Regions from separate parts of the Gossypium hirsutum genome. Here region 1 is linked to region 2. The links are chromatin contacts, called in public Hi-C maps. All regions are on one chromosome and are shown on one strand. Each heading gives the region's core, a stretch centred on a gene start, on an enhancer-like site or on the middle of the called end of the contact. The rest is flanking DNA. Distances are from core to core; before and after follow the strand shown. Region 1 has its middle 30 kb from the start of LOC121203754. Region 2 has its middle 13 kb from the start of LOC121231797.

Region 1 (5,262 bases), core at 2,640-5,139, 280 kb before region 2:
GCCCGTTCTTTGTACTTTGGAGATAATGGACTAACTGATGGGCAATTAAAATGTTGTCGTGGATCATCCTCCCCGAAACAAAAGCACTCTGATTTTGGCTAATGCATGACGGGAGTGTTTCCTTCAAACGATTTGCAAGCACTTTGGCAACGATTTTATACACCATCCTACAAAGACTGATCGGCCTAAAATTAGTTATATCCACCGGCTCTTTAATTTTAGGGATTAGAAAAATAATAGTATCATTTATACAATCCACATTTTTAACACCCCTAAGAATATCATGACACAGCTTAATAATATCTTCCCCCACCACTTCCCAGTTTTCTTTAAAAAAATTCCCCGACAAACCGTCAATTCCCGGAGCTTTCCTAGGATCCATTTGACTGAACGCTTCCTTAATTTCGTTTTCCGTAAAGTCCTTCAGCAATCTGTCATTTTCTTCACCTGTAATACAGCTCTCAACATAATCAAGGTTTAGCATAGTATTAGAATTTAAATTGGATTTGAATAACTTTTGACAATACTCTCTGATCGCCTTGCTGATATCCGTCGTGTTCTTTTTCCAGTAACCATCCATGTCTTTAAGCCTAGTAATGTTATTTTTTTTCCTTCTGTTTGTGGCTCTCACATGAAAAAACCGGGTATTCCTATCCCCTTCTTTTAACCATTGGATCCTAGAGCGCTGGGCCCAATATTTCTCCTCTTCATCCAACAGCTTGCCCAGCTTTATTCTCAAAGCTTTGAGCTTATTACTCGCATACGTACCCCCCTGGCGATCAATGACGTTGTTTATATTTACCTGCAGGGTACCCATCTGGTTACGCATTTGTTTAAGCTTCTTATATTGCCATCCACCAAACTTTTTACCCACCATCTCGATCTTTCCCATTATATCCTTGGAACATTTCTGCCACGCTTCCTTGATGATTTTCTTTGCTTCCACATCTTTAGCCCAGCAAACGTCGTATTTAAAACAAAGCCTAGGATCTCTATGTCTATCTCTCAGCTTCCGTCCTTCAGTATCTAAAATGATGGCATCATGGTCTGAAGTAGATTGACGGATCACCTTGGTTTCCATAAAGGGGAACCTCGCCACATCATTAGCAGACATTAAAAACCGGTCAAGTCTCTCCTTAACCAACGCCGTACCATCCCTGTTATTAACCCAGGTAAACCATCCATTATCAGTTTTCAAATCAACCATTGAGAGCTCATCGACAACCTCCCGAAAGTCCTCCATTAGAGCACTTGGCTTTCTCCTACCCCCCTCTTTTTCCGCATTGTCGAGAATAGCATTGAAATCACCCCCAATGATCCATTTCTCCGCAACAGACTGACCCACCCTTCTCAGCATATTCCACGAGCACTGTCTTTTGTTTGGTTCGGCATTTCCATAGAATCCCGTGAACCGAATGGGATTGTCATTCTCCAGCTTGATTATCGAGTCAATGTGATTACTGGAATATGTTTGAACTTTGACCTTATCACTTTCCTTCCTCATCATGACCAGTCCACCACTTTTGCCGTTCGCGTTAACAGCCAAGCATCCTTCCATTTTACACCTACTGCGAACAGAAGAGAATTTATTAGCATTAATTTTTGTTTCACTAAGGAAGACTATATCAGGGTCATTAGCAACGACATTTGCTTTAATTCACGGACTGTCGCTGGGTTACCAATCCCACGGCAGTTCCAGCAGAGAATCTTCATTGGTTTTTCTCCCCCACGTATCTTTATCCTTTGAAACGCTAAAATCGCCAGGACAAAGAAAGAGCTTATCCCTTTTCGAAACCCTTGATGCGTCAAGAAAAGAGATGATAAATCACCCCGTAAAGCTTGAACTTGAAGATCTTCGATCTTCCGTCAAAGAACAACCAAGAAACCAAGACCAACCAGAAAGAAAGAAGGTGGGCTCGCAGGAAAGCCAACCCGCCGACCCAGGGAATCAGCGCTCGAGCAAGAAAACCGAACAACACAGCCCAAGGAACATAAATCATGCAGAGATGGCACCCACCAGTGGAAGCCCAGCTCCCAAAGGAAAAGACGAGAGGCACTCCCCAAGAAACAAACCTGTACAAAGGAAAAAAACAGAGAAACCAAGCTTTGCGAAAAACCCGAAAGAAACCAACCAAAATAAACGAATCAACAGGATAACCCTCAGCATACAGAAACCATGCGATATCTCGACATCTGAACAAGCAAAAGACAGCCACGGAAAAGGCGACAACCCAGCAAGAGCAATAAAGAAAACACCATTGGAAAAAAGAAAGCGATCAGCTTAATAAAGATCACTAAACATGACACAAAATACGTAGAACCCTGCAAGCATGAAACATGCACTTTGTACGTTGAGAAATAAAGAAAAACCCACTTTCATGCGGATGCATAAAAAAGAACGAGGAAAAGTCGCAATAAGGAAAAGAACCCGGCCACCGTGTGGCCCCCAGCGCACTAACCAGCATTCAAGCACAAATTTCAATAAACATAAATACAATACCAAATGAAGAAACAAAAACCAATGAAAAGTAAAACGGACAAAAGTCACCGTAAAGAAAGAAGCAAAAGCTCTGCAGGAAACGTCTTGTCAGACCAGGAACACCGCCAGAAGCCTATCGCATCAAAGTAAAGGCACCGTACAGCAACCATCCAAAGCAAAACGATAACAAAACTCAAAAACAATCCACATAAACAAACGAAACACACTCAGAACCCACCCCAACTGCAATAACATTCAACCGAATAAGGCAGACACACACACAAAAACAAGAACAGAAATCGCCCAATTCTTGGAGAAAAAACACGCTACCAGGCGCTGCTACCAGGCTACCAGCTACGAGGCGACATTCTTTTTTTTTGATAGAAAACGACCCGCAGGTCAACCTTATTTTATTGCATCATTGAAAACCAACTCATGAATATCGGCAGGATAATCCATGTTAAAATCCAAAGTACAAAAATTGGTCAAAGCCAAAGAACAAAGTTTATTCGTAACTTTATTACAACAACACGGAGCCCAGTTAAAAGTAAAACTACTAAACAGAACTAGCTCAGAGTGAATCCTATGCATGCAATGGCCGAAAGTCGTCAAGTCACTGCCCCTCTTATTATAGCGGTTAAGAATACTGGCGCAATCTGTCTCTAGCTCCACTGTATTCCATCCCGTTGACCGGGCAAAATGGATACTCTCTTCCAGTGCCAACAGCACCGCCCAATCACTATGTCCCTCATTGTCCACCACGCCCATCCTTCCACCCAAGACAAAGCCATCAAAGTCTCGAGCCACCAACCCAAAATACATTCTTTGGCCTTTGGCTGAGGCATTGAAATTCATTTTTATCCAACCCTGCTCAGGTTTTCTCCAGACTTTTTTCTCAACCTTACGCGGCAAAACAGGCTCATTCAGCAGATTGAAAATACGGAAATCATGGCTCAACAAAGCGGCTCTCTCCCAAGTCGTCTTGGCTACCTCGTCTTCTCCACGAAAAATACGATTATTCCTGCTGTTCCAAATGTTCCACAAGACAATAATGAAGTCAGACAGGGCCTTCTTATCCAACAGACGCGCCGCTCCTTCAATCCAGTCACTGCACCGAACGTAATCTCGCTCCAGCAAGGTATTATTAAGCCCACCATACTCTAACACTGCACGAGCCTTCGGACAGTTTTTTAAAGCGTGAATCAGGGTCTCCTTCTCCACACCGCACCTCGGGCAAGTACTATCGAAGCCACTCCGAATGCAAGCTATTTTTTCATTTGTAGGAAGATGCTCGTGGCCCAGCCGCCAGCAAAAAATTCTAATCTTAGGGAGGGTTTGAAGCTTCCACGTAAGTCGCCAAAAGACTCGGTGAGGACCATACCCTACGTGCTTAAGGGTCAACCAAGAATATGCAGAATTTTGTCGTGTAAGAACCGTGAGGGTTGTGGAACCAAATAAGCCTATCGTCCGGACCATTATGAATAATGGGAATTTTACAAATCTGGTCCCCCAAATAATCGCCGTAAATCTCCTTGACCCTAGTCTCCTGCCAGCCGTCCCCGCTCTCCATCAAAAGCTCACTCACGTTATTCTCCTGGATCCACCTCTTGTCAAACCGAATGGAGTCACCAGCCAGCCCCTCAAAACCCCACTTGTCGTGCCAAATATCAATACTCCTGCCGTTACCAACATTCCACCCAAAACCCGCATTCAGCATGCTAGCTACCTTAGCAATACTGTGCCAAGTATAGGAGGGTTTGTCCATGCTCTTGGGATTAAAAACATCACCATCGAGAAAGTACTTAGCACTCAGCACCTTGAAACAAAGCGTCTCCTTGCAATTTATAAGACGCCAGACTTGCCGACCAAGGAGAGCCACATTAAACCGGCGGAGGTCCCTAAAGCCAAGACCCCCCATCCCTTTTGGATGGCACAACCATTCCCAAGCCATCATGTTCCAACCCCTATTATTATCCTTTCCCCCCCACCAAACGCGTCTGATCAAAGCTTGGATCTCCTCAAGGACACCATCAAGAGCAAAAAACACCGAGAACGCGTAGGTAGGAATAGACTAAAGAATGGACTTGACAAAAATTTCCTTGCCACCGTTAGACAATAACCTTTTTGACCAACCATGAATCCTTTTGGCCACCCAATAAATAATACCCTGAAAAGCTGCTGACTTATTCTTCCCAATCGAGATAGGGAGACCAAGGTAACCATCCAAATTTGGCACCACCTTTATTTTTAGCAAACCACTCAAGGTCACTTGCTGAGAAGCAGGAGTGTTAGGACTGAAGTAAACCATGGATTTGTCCAAATTGACCCTCTGGCCCGACATTCTCTCGAACGATTCCAGAATTGCAGTGAAAGCCTCCACCTCCTTTTGGTTATTCTTGACAAACAAAAGCGCATCATCAGCGAAAAAAAGATGGTTAATCCTAGGGCCCTGCCTACTAGCCCGAACGCCTTTAATAATTTTCAGCTCTTGGGCATGAAGCAACATGCGAGATAAGGCATCCATACTGAACAAAAACAAATAGGGGGACAAAGGGTCCCCTTGTCGAAGACCCCTCTCCGGGATAATAACATCGGACAGAGTCGTATTACTTTTAACTCTATACCGGACAGTGCACACACAATCCATAACTCTAGATATCCAGGCATTAGAGAAACCCATTTTAGTCATCACTTTCTCAAGAAAACTCTACTCCACACGATCATAGGCCTTGCTCATATCGAGCTTGACCACACAACCCTTGTTCGGACCATTCTTGGAGCTA
Region 2 (6,116 bases), core at 2,615-5,114:
CTCCATCTCTGAATCTCCTCACTGGGATGACAACTCCTTGCTTCACACTCTTTTCCCTTCCCTTCTTTCCACTCTCCAACGTTTAAAACCTCTCTCCGATCAATGCACTCTCTCTTCCTTCACCGGCGGCAAACTCGTCATGCAAAGCGACCTCGACATTGCTTCCTCTTCTCTCTCTACCCATCTCCATGACCTCGATTTGCTTCTCAGATCTGGCGTTCTTCACCAATCCAACGCCATCGTTTTGTCTCACTCGGGACCTGGCTCTTATAAAGATGATTTGGGATTTTTCATTAGGGATGTCTTCACCCGACTTCAGATTGGAGGCATCGAGTTCAAAAAGAAAGCTTTAGAATCACTCCTTCAGCTTCTCAACAAGGACGAGAAATCTACTGCTGTGGTTGCTAAAGAAGGAAACATTGGCTATTTGATAAGTCTTCTCGAAGTTAACAGTCAACCTTTGATTCGAGAACAAGCTGTCTGTTTTAGCAGTGTCGATGTTGGCTTCTTCAAGCCAAGATTCGAGAAAAATCATCTTCGAAGAGGGAAGATTAGGGCCTTTATTAAGAATCCTCGAAACAGGTTCCATTTCTTTAAAAGAAAAGGCCGCCATTGCTGTTGAAGCAATCACCGCCGATCCCGAAAACGCCTGGGCAATTTCAGCATACGGGGGGGGTCGGCCTTGATAGAAGCTTGCCGATCTGGCTCCCAACCAATCCAAACCCATGCGGTTGGCGCTCTTCGAAACGTGGCTTCTGTAGAAGATATTCGACTGGCTTTGGGTGAAGAAGGCGCGGTTCCTGTTTTAGTCCAGTTATTAGTCTCTGGTAACACCGCTACACAAGAAAAAGTAGCCAATTGCCTTTCTATACTGGCTTCTTCCGGTGAATATTGTCGCGCTTTGATTATACAAGAAAAAGGGTTGCCAAGATTGATGCATATGATTCAAGATTTATCAAATTCAGATACAATCGAGCATGTTCTCCGTACAATCTGTTCCCTTTCGGTAACGGATTCCAATTTACAGATTTTATCACCATTATCCAATTGGGTGAATTTATCAAGCACGGGAACATGATTTTACAACAGATTTCAGCTTCCCTCTTATCGAAATTATCAATTAGTGAGGGAAACAAGCGAGCAATTTCTAGTTGTATGGGTTCTTTGGTAAAGTTAATGGAATCTCCAAAGCCAGTGGGGTTACAAGACGCGGCGGCGCAAGCCATTGTTTCGCTACTGACTGTCCGGTCAAATAGGACGGAGCTGGCTAAAGGTGAGAAGAGTGTGATGAGATTGGTGCAGATGTTGGATCCCAAAAATGATACTGTTTTTAAGAAGTACCCGTTGATGCTGGTGACAGCGCTGTTGGCTGGAGGAAGCGGTGATTGTAGGAAAATACTAGTGGCTGCCGGAGCCAATAAGCATCTCCAGATTCTGACGGAAATGGAATTCGCCGGAGCTAAGAAGGCGCTTCAAAGACTTACAGGGATTACACTCAAAAGCATTTTCAGCAGGACTTGGAGGGAATAACCAGAAAAGATACTAATCCCCGCCAATTAAGGTACGTTTCCTTTTACAATTGGAAATTTTAATTTTTATTAGATTAAATTTTGTAATTATTCTCATACTGGGATTAAATTTATTTTCTTATTTAAGTTAATTTTTGAAAACTCTAAAATTTATATTTTAATATGAAAATAATTATTAAAATCAAATTTTAATGTGTGAATAATTATTAAGTTTAAAGTCTAATTTAAACAAAAAAATTTAAACCCGAATGCGAGGAAAATTATCAAGTTGAAATTTAAATAGTAAAGTTTAAGGTTTAAAATAATTTATACCTTACTGTGAAAATTTGTCATCACAAACCTCAAATAAAGGCAAGCCCCAAATAGTAATTTACCCTCTTTATAAGTGTTTTAATCGAGATTTTCCTGTTGGCGCGTCTATTTTAGCGCCATTAATTGGCATTTAAAACAATGATATTACTCTTTTCTTTCTTGTGTTCGTTTTTTAAACAAGAAAAAGATATGGCACATAAAACCGTGTAATATTTATGACTTACAAATTATTTTTCGGTTTTTATTATTTTTTTCCTTAAATTCAATAATTTTTAATTTTAAAAATTAAAAATAAAATTTAATTTTTTAAATTTATATAAAATTAATTCATTCTGTCATACACCTCAATAATAAAGTTAACAAATGCTAATTTTTTTATCAATTTTAAAGTGATTTGATAAATATTATAAGTTTAAGAGTTAAAAAAGATAAATTAAATAAATAAATAACTAAAATAATTTTTTTATAAAGTTGAAGACAAAAAAGAAGTCATTCGACTAGGTCTCTAATTGCATTTAATCCATCTTTACTCAAGAAAAGGTCATTTATTATTAGGTCAAACAGTAAATTAGACTTTTGTTAAAACTTTTATCAATTTTTAATGTTAAAATTTGGTCTTTCTATGTAAACAACATGAGATACACTTAGCATGCTATGTGTAATTACCTTGTTATTTTGTCAGTTATATCAGTTTTTTATAATAAAAATGAATAAAATTTTTAACAGAAAGGATAATTTTTTTTGTGAGTATAAAGATTTAGATAAATGATGTAAAGTATAAATCGAGAAAAATTGTAGATACGTGAAACTTTAATTCCGTAAAATTAATAAATATTAAATAATGTATAAACAATTTTTTTTGTTTAATTTTATAATAATGCAGGAACAAGTTGGTGGATGAGATGGAAAATGCAGCCAACCATACTTATACCAGAAAACATTGATTTACGCCATATCATTTTTCTTAAACTTTAATTATAAAATAGTAATATTATATTGTGACCAAAAAAAGACATGGATACGGTTTTTAAGGAGTATCCTCGATTTGTTTGTTTTTCTTTTATTTATTTTTTTAATTCATAACTGATGAATGGACTTTGTTGTATCATAAGCTGTAAATTCCCAGTTTTTTTTTCTCTGTAATTTTTCTTATAGTGAAAAAGAAAGAAGAAAAAGAGTGCAGCTGTTTTCTATTTCTTCCTTTTTATTTTATTAAATTATAATTTTTACATTGTCGAATATGGTGATATTTGTCCATTCAACGTTGGTTGAATCCAGACAACGGTAAAATTTGATGTACAAGATAGCAATATATATACGTAACACCCAAGACATGAGGATGATAATTAGAGCTCAAAAAGTTGTTGGTGTCAATCCGAGTTCGAAAATTTTGAAGTTTGTAATAGGTTTACTTTTAACAAAATTTAAGTTTGAGAAAATTCGAGCCTAACAGAATTTAAAATAAAAAAAGTTTGAGCCTCTAATAAACTTGAACTCGAAATAAATATAATTTAAAGTAAAAAAAAATCCGACTTCATAACTGAACAACTATAATAAATATTAATAAATAATATAAATTTATGGTATTACTTAAAATATAAATAAATGATGATTTTTTATTTTATTTTATTTTGAAAATGTATTTATAAAATCTGAAATAAATGGTAAGAAACGAGTTCATGCAGCTCATAAAATCCAAGTTTGAGATGACCATGATCGAAGAACTCACGTACTTTCTCGGATTACAAGTTAAACAACTAGGAGGAGTATATTTGTCAATCAAAAAATATATGCAGCTAACATGGTGAAAAAGTTAAAACTAGAGCAAGCCAAGAATGCTCGGAATCCCATGGGCTCAAGTGAGAATCTCAGAATAGACAAGAAAGATGTCCCAATTGATAGCACAATCTATCAAAGCATATTTGGAAGCTTACTTTTTTTGACGGCTAGCAGGCCAAATATCTATCAAAGCGTGGGTGTACGTGCTCATTTTCAAACTAACCCAAAAGAATCACATCTCAAAGCAGTGAAACGAGTCACCAAATATGTGAAAGGTACTATTGACTATGGGCTTTGGTTCACAATGGATACAAACATGGCTCTTGTTGGATATAGTGATGCAGATTGGGCTAGCAGTGTTGATAATTAAAAAAGTACCTCCGAGGGATGTTTCTTTTGGGAGAATAATCTAGTATCTTGGAATAGCAAGCTCTCAACAACTGAAGCCGAGTATATAGTGGCTAGAAGTTGCTGCATTAACTCATTTGGATAAAACAAATGCTTCAGGATTACCACGTTCTAATGGTGTATTGTGACAATTAACATTTCGAAGAATTGGGTATTGCACTCCCGCACTGAACATATTGAGATTCGACATTACTTTATCCCAGAATTAGTTGAAAACAATATGGTGGAATTGAAGTAAATTTCAACAAAGAAGCAATTAGCAGATATTTGGTTTGAATGCCTAAGAGGGTCTCTTGGGCTGTGTCGGATATGAGATCATTTACAATTTTTTATTTTTACTTATTTTCTCTTTCTTCTCTCTTTGTTTTGGAAGGAATTCCGTTGGGCATTAAATTCTTCAAAGTCTTATCGTTCTATTGATGAAAGAGAGAAGAAAGACTCCTCCTTGGGACTTTAAGTCTCTACTCGCCGGTTCCTATCTCCATCCCTTTCCATTCGTTTTTTTTTCTCTCCATTGAGTAAACATGGGAAGAATGAAAAGAAATGCTAAATGAAAACTTGGAGGGTCTCCAAGCTCCCCCCCGTCAAAGTTGTTGATAACCCATCACAAGAAATTGAAGCACCGTCTACCCCTCCTCATCAAAGTACCGCAATGCCGAAACAGGGGACTGACACTTTGAGTAATTTATCACGCTCTTCAGTTGTTGCCATTAAAGAAATAGACACGATTCTTGCCCAAATTGACCAGACGTAAAATGTTCCAAAAGAGCTGACAACAGTCGCTGAATCCGACAATAGCTTGACGAATTTTGATGAGGAATAAAACTCGTCCCAAGAAGAGGTTAAAAGAACCAACATAGACACCTGAAGTATAAATTAATTATTCTGTTTAATTTTTTAATTTAACTCGACTCAAATTTTATTTCTCTCGATTTAATTTAAAAATATTTTAAATTAAATTAAAAAGATAAAATATGACTTGTCAACTCTATTAACTCGACATTATTTTCACTCAATTTAATCGAATACTCACCCCTAATAAGAGTCAGATTACATTTTGTCCATTTTACTAAAAAAAATGAACAAATTAGTCCCTACATATTAAATCAAAGGACAAATTAATCTTTTTAGTTTAAAATTATATCTAATTCTATTATTAAAAACTAGCATTACTAATAAAATAATTAAATTGTTATACATTATATGCTATTTATACTATAAGTAGACATATAAAGAATAATTTTTAATAATAATAATGAATAAAAATTTTAATAGAAAAATCAAATTTATTTTTTAATCTAATATATAAAATTTAATTTATAAAACAAAACATAATCCCATTTGTAACATAAGTGCCTTCATAATGTGCATAGAGTTTGGACAAAAAGCAGTGGGCTGCTGTATCGTAAAAGCAAATAACATTTGAGAGAATTGCAATGCAATTCAATAATACAGAGCATGTGACCGAGTCGACAGACAGAGGCCATTACTTCCAACTCTAAACTGAGTTGTCACACCTGGCTATGCAACTCAGCTCTGACGCTTCTCGACAAATAGCTTCTCCTTTTTTTTTTCTTTATTTTCAAACTGTAATTTTTAAAAGAGGTTATTGAGTATTTAGTATTTTTTTTCCCCGGAAAAAATTCTCCCTCCACCATCTGCTTTCATTAAACAAAAAATTTTGATTGAAGCAAATATGCAAAATAGATAGCGTATTCAACCTCCAGCTACAAAAAATAATTCCTTTTTTACGTGTGTTTTTCAAAAAGGTACATAAAATATACTTTATTATTACGGATAAGTATTGAACCCCAACTATGTAGTTAAAGCATGAAGTAATCAACTATCACACAATATTTCATGATTAAACTCTGGAACAAGATTGATTCTGGTCAAATTAGCACTCAATAATTAAAATTCATATTAAATCATAATTTTGTGATCAAACCAGTTAATTGAATTGTTAAATACGACTCTTATTTTCAATTAAATTTGAAAAATAATCTTTCAGTTAAACTCTGTTTACTTATTTTAATCAAACACGGATTAGTTTAGATTATTTTATTATTATTTGACCTATAAATTTAG

Evidence for each region. Hi-C and Micro-C count contacts between places; a contact is called where the count stands out from the background.
Region 1: a Hi-C map of leaf shows a contact between it and region 2, with 1.7 times the contacts expected there. The contact joins two enhancer-like sites. A contact is called at or near these places in 2 of 34 Hi-C or Micro-C datasets (both in leaf).

What each region holds. Positions count from the first base shown.
Region 1 is chrA07:87,984,873-87,990,134 of Gossypium_hirsutum_v2.1, reverse strand. No RefSeq gene overlaps it. Among protein-coding and RNA genes, the nearest start is that of LOC121203754, 30 kb to the left of the region's middle. Within about 2 kb of position 3,889, at least 3 of the 9 cell types and tissues checked have an H3K27ac peak or open chromatin away from gene starts, as enhancers often do. A contact at or near this core is called in leaf, where this site is marked.
Region 2 is chrA07:87,700,404-87,706,519 of Gossypium_hirsutum_v2.1, reverse strand. It overlaps the pseudogene LOC107956387. Among protein-coding and RNA genes, the nearest start is that of LOC121231797, 13 kb to the left of the region's middle. Within about 2 kb of position 3,864, at least 9 of the 9 cell types and tissues checked have an H3K27ac peak or open chromatin away from gene starts, as enhancers often do. A contact at or near this core is called in leaf, where this site is marked.